Regions from separate parts of the Oryzias latipes genome. Here region 2 is linked to region 1. Evidence: chromatin contacts called from public Hi-C data. All regions are on one chromosome and are shown on one strand. Each heading gives the region's core, a stretch centred on a gene start, on an enhancer-like site or on the middle of the called end of the contact. The rest is flanking DNA. Distances are from core to core; before and after follow the strand shown.

The links. A called contact is a pair of places that touch in the nucleus more often than the background predicts.
Region 2: a contact with region 1 is called in a Hi-C map of gastrula embryo, with 1.9 times the contacts expected there. The contact joins the promoter of meis1 here to the enhancer-like site in region 1. A contact is called at or near these places in 3 of 5 Hi-C or Micro-C datasets (embryo and gastrula embryo).

The regions. Positions count from the first base shown.
Region 1 is chr15:11,492,024-11,494,900 of ASM223467v1, forward strand. The region is part of intron 9 of meis1 (homeobox protein Meis1); the gene reads right to left. Among protein-coding and RNA genes, the nearest start is that of LOC111948784, 16 kb to the left of the region's middle. Within about 2 kb of position 1,573, at least 1 of the 8 cell types and tissues checked has an H3K27ac peak or open chromatin away from gene starts, as enhancers often do. A contact at or near this core is called in gastrula embryo, where this site is marked.
Region 2 is chr15:11,550,640-11,553,376 of ASM223467v1, forward strand. meis1 (homeobox protein Meis1) reads right to left here and starts at 1,443. Exons shown (of 13, transcript XM_023963803.1): 1 at 740-1,443. The coding sequence starts at 751.

The sequences.
Region 1 (2,877 bases), core at 323-2,822:
TCCATCTTTAAGCAGGAAAAGTCCACTACAACACAGAAATGGGAAATGGGAAATTCCATTTTTTTTCAACTAAACCACGACAGAATATTAGGGACAGCATAAAAAAGCAGATTAATGTATGAAAATAAACTGAAATATAAAAAAAAAAATCAAACATTTACAAAAATAAAGTTGTGAGAAACAAGTTGATTTCCTAAACAAAAATATTGTAAAATTATGAAAAAAAGACAACAATTTACAGACAGTCCTAAAATTACTAGAAAAAAGTTGTAATTTTTTAAGAAAAAAGTTAAAAAATTGTGAGAAAAAAGTAGTTATATTATTAAAATAACCTCGTAAAATGGTAAGAAAAAAGTCGTGATTAAATTCATTTCATTCTTTGCAGTTACAATAAGTCAGTGTTGACTAATTTGCTCCTTTCCTTATTTCCTTATTTGTAAAACCAATGAACTCTACATCTCTCACACTGAAACACCGTGTTTGTTCTTTTTTGTTGTTTTTGTTCTTGTTCTTAGCAAACACACGTTTGCTTATTTATAACTTTATCATAAATTCTCAATTTATAACCTATACAAAACTAACTTTATTAATTTATTTTTACTTTATTCCCATATATTTATTAATTTTTTTTTATTGTGTCGTATTTAACCCTTTGATGAAATCCACACACAAAAATTTGCAATCTCATTTATTTTTAAAGAGATACTGATAGTATCTATGATGATATGTTGGTTGATTTGGTAAATCTTTGTTAAAAATTTTACTTCAAGATGTGAAAATGTCTCAAATTTGATCCACACATTTTTAAATGATTATAAAGAATTTATAATCAACAATGTTGCTTTCTCCTCAACACAGCAAGTAGTCGTTTAAAAAATGAACAACTGTAGATGAGTTATTCCACCACAAAGTTTAGAAATCAGGAAAACTTTTCCCGCCAAAAGCATTTTAGAGATTTCACTTAGGCAGCCATTTTAAAAAGACCAGGGAAAGCCCTTCTACTGCCCCTAGTGGAACGATGGTGAACTACAGAGCAGAAAATGTGGACCACATTTTAGACAATGGGTTTTTAAGGAGAATTTGGATCATGGAAATGAGATAGGGGTCTCAAAAATGTGTGATATGAATGTTTATATAGAACTATGCTAAAAAAAAGCTGTTTTTTCTGCCTCCAGAGACAAAAAAAGTCATAACATTTAGCTAAATAGCTACATGAAGCTGCAGACAGCAGATGAGAATATCCCAAAACACAAACAAATGTTGGACAAACATTTGGAGAAAAAACTGGCGAGATCTCTTTTCTTCCTTAAACAAACGGCAACGATATGTCTGAACAAAGTTCTGCATCCCAAAGAGCAGAGAGGAGGGCGGTGCTGAAAAGTTTGGGACGTTTCGACACCAGAACAGCTAAAAAAAAAAAAAAAAGCAGAAAGGCCGCCTCCTCTTATCGGTTTCCTTCTCCTGCTTTCTCTGCCTTATCATTCCTTCCCCGCGTGGTGGAAACTGGCAGCCCACCTCCCAAATCTACAGTCTGACCCCCCCCCCCACAACACACCACAACACACACACACTTCTCCCTTCAAATCTCATGCTGGTTTCCTGTCCCTGTCGTCCCCATATCTGAGGCCAGATGCACCATGGGGCCTGGAACAAAGGATAAAATGCCTCTCATAATAGCAGCCAAGGGAACGGAGGGATGGAGAGAAGAAGGAGTTGGAGGGGGGGGGGGGGGGGGCACTGGTCTGCAAACCAGACACTCTTGCTGTGACCGTTAATAAGCTAACAGACTGTGAGGGAAGGAGAGGCTGTGGTCAGAACCAGGAAAAGAGAGCAGAGTGAGGCTTCACCTTTTCACGACCCCCGGGTGCTATAGGAGCTGTGTTTACAGCCTCATGCCCCCCCCCCCACTGCCTCCCATCACGCCACAATGAGCTGCACTATCCAGCTCCTCCGCCAGCAACAAAGGATGCTGGGTAACACGCTGATGTCCAGAGAGAAACGCCAGAAAACATTTGAAAAAGCAGAGGAGAACGGCGCCCGCCCAGACCTCGCCGATGTCCCGCTCCCGCGCGTGCACAGGTGTGCACTGGGCTCGCGTGAAATGCCCTATTAAAGGCAAGAAATTGTCTTTTCCATAAGCCGCCTTGGCTGCGCGACCAATTGGGAGATCATTTAATAACCAGCAAGTGGAAAGATGCGGATTGGAAACACAAAGGTTCCTCGCATTGATCCACATTCACGGTGAGTATCTGCTGCACGTGTGCACGCACGCACGCACGCCTCCCAAGTCTGCAGCCATATCAGATGATTAAAGCCAGACTGACGGAAGATGAATCTGACACAGCATGCGCTGGTGCGCAGGCGCATGTTTCATCCAGAGGTGCAGATTCAAAATCTAAAGCCTTAGTCTTAACTGCCCCTACAGGGGTATCCAGGCCGTCTGCGGTCTATATGCGACACGCAGGTCGACTTGTGGAGCGGCCGACAGGTCATAGCGAACAATTAAACAACACACAATCCAGGGGTAAAGATCTTTTGGTTTTTTTCAACCCCACCAAACCCTTCGTACTGTGGAAGCAGCCCATTGGTGCTCTTTAAGTGTGACGATTAGAAATGAGGAAATCGGACATTCCAAGAGTCATTTGTGTTGGCATCCTAACATGTCACCTGCACGCCCCACGCATGCAGCTTTCCTTACCGAACCAGCGCCTCACTAACGACTGGAGTGCTGCGTAAAAAGGCGCGGTGTGACAGCATCACGACGGTACGGTCCATTTTCATGACGTCCACGTCCTAGACAACCCTAAAACCGCCGTACGGGTGCATGTGGCTAACACATACGTCTATAACCCTTTACCACTGGCGATGTCGTCCGCT
Region 2 (2,737 bases), core at 193-2,692, 58 kb after region 1:
TGCATACGCACGCACGCGTCCCCAGCTAACTAATTACAGTTTTCTGATTTTAGAGGCCTATACGCGCGCAGCCGCAGTTTGGATCTAAAGAAAAAAAAACTTTTGCTTTAACAGTCAGGGAAAAAACTCCTAAAGTTGTTTGGAGAGGAAGAAAATTTTTCACCCTGAAAATTTGCCTGAATTATTGATGCCTGCAAAACTGGTGTTGGGGAGGGAAAGAGGAAAATGCATTATCACTTAAAGCTGAGCGTTTGCACCCAAAAGGCACAGAGGTGCAAAGCACCCCCCCCCCCCCCCCACTACCCCCATGCGTCAAACCCGCTGCGGCTCAGAGTCTCCAGAGTCCGATTTTACACGGTTAACTATCCGTGTGAAGATCTGTGCAGCTCTGAGGCAGACCCGGGGAGTGCGCACGCATCAGCCCTCACCTTTGGCCCCACAAAACAAAAAATTCAAAAAAGAAAGAAAGGAGCTAAACTGCGCAATTGTGTGCGTATTTTGGAAATGTGACGTTTTGTTTTGCCTCGAGTTCAGTTGTGCCTGTCAGAGCCCAGACATGATCACGCGTCCGGGGACTCCCGCAACCCGGGTCTTTCCTGGAGCGCGCAGCCACGCACCAGAACTCACCCCGGAGGTCACGGAACAAACTTTGGTGTCCGTGCGTGGAGACGTGCGAGTCACAAAGCGCAGAGGAACTTTTTTGTTTTGTTTTGTTTTTTTGGAGCGCTGCGCTACGTACCCGCTGCGCCATAACCCTCCGGACTCCCTGCTCTCAGTTCGGGTAAATCCGCTCCAGGATTGACGCGCAAGAAAATCCAAACAAGGCGAGAAGGTGTTGGTGCAAAAGAAAATCCCCAGTTTCTCCTCCTTTCTCTTCCTCGTCTCCTCGGCCGTTCTGCTTTCCCGAAGCCCCGCAGATCCCGCAGCTTTCGCGCAAGTTTCGCCCCGGCGCGGCGGCGAACGCGTCCTCGGCTGTCCCTCCCTGCGCGGCGGCACCGGGGTCCTTTCTTAGGCGAAACAGCCCCTCAATGAAAAGTGGCGACTCTCATGGTTGTTTCTGTCGCTCCGCCTGTCAGTCAGAAAGAAAGAGGGGGAAAAAGAAAAAGGGAAAAAAAAACCCGCGAGGGCTTGTCAAAAGTGGCCGGATGAATGATGGTCCGGCGCGCGCCTCCGCGGGTCCGTGCGCCTCCGGAGCGTCAGAGTTAAAAATGAATCCGCTCTCCTCCGGTTCTTTGATCACTCTCGGCTCCCGGCTTGATTTTCTTATGCAAACGCGTCCACAGTGGATCAGAGGAGGAGGAGGAGGTGGATGGGAAGGGAGGCGGGGGGAGACTTGCTCAGGCTCTCTTAAAGGAGCCACGATCGATGCCGAGTCCTTCTGGAGCGCGTGTGCGTGCGCGCCTCGTTTGTGTCCAATGCACGCGTGTGTCGATCCGGACCAGACTGCTGAAACCCGGAAGCAGTGGCGGCCATAACAGGTCGCGTCTTCCCAAAACGCACCGGGCTGCAGCAAGTGGCGCGGAGAGGAGGGGGTGGGAGGACCCTGATGAGGGAGGGGGGGGGGGTCTGCCCTGCCTGCCTGCTTGCCTTGGCTCGGCCTCTGAAGTCAGGTGCGTCAAGGATATACTAAAATAAAGCGGCGATCGCAATCAGTTTTGCGCGCATGCATGACGCGCGGATCCGCATCATCTGCATCGTTTGCAGCTCTCACTTTTCCCCGCAATATTTCTTTTCAAACTTGCGCAGAAGAGCCAATCAGACGGTTTTCTGCGCAGAAGTTTAGCCAGCGCTGAAAATTTCCCATAAGGTTCAAACTCATGAATGTTGTTTTTTTCTTTTCTTTACTATCTCTCCACGCGCGTGCATTCACCCCCGCAGCAGCGCGGAATGGATCGCTCCAGCCCGACCGGGCGTCCAATGGCAGCAAGGCAGAGGGATGTGAGCCCCCTATTGGCTCCCAGCGTGATCGATCCGAGGGTGATTGATCAGCTTTTCTAGGCCACATTCTGGAGCAGGCGCGGAGCCGCAGACCGTTTTGCGCAGAGAGCTCTCGGATTGCGCTCGTGCATAATATTACCCCCAAATGCGGAAAAGTTGAGTAATAAATCTTTATTTTTTTAGAGCTACAAGAGTACGGAACAACTTCAAGGTTTTTCTGCTACATTTTAAGAAAATATATCAAAAGTGTTAATAATGTGTGGCTGAAATTCCTAAAATAAATATACACTTGCTTTACTATTTATAAATGTATTTATGTTTTAATTAAGGACCAAACAAGCATATTAAAATGTTAATGACACTTTTGTGGTTTTGTGAAGTTTTTATTGTTTAGGTTCATCCGAAATTCATGCAGATTTTAAATGTATTTATGTTTTATTCTCCTTATCTCGTCCATGCATCGATTGCGCGTCGTTTACGCACCGTTTACGCACAGGTAAACGGTGCGTAAACGTTTACCTGTGTTGGAGTGGGATTCTTTCTTTTTCCCTTCTCAATCATCTGACATAACGACAGCGTGGCTTCACGTGGAAAACATCCTGCGTGGTGGTGGGGTTGATGGCAGTTTTTAAAGCAAATGCACCCAGACTTTTAACGCAAAAAGGAGCGACTGTTTGGTGTATTTTTGGTAAGTAATTCCGAATATTTTTACACAGTAAAAGTGAATATTCCTCACGTATATCTGAACAAAAACTGCGCGTTAAAAACATTTCAAAAAGTTTAATCAAAATCAGAACCG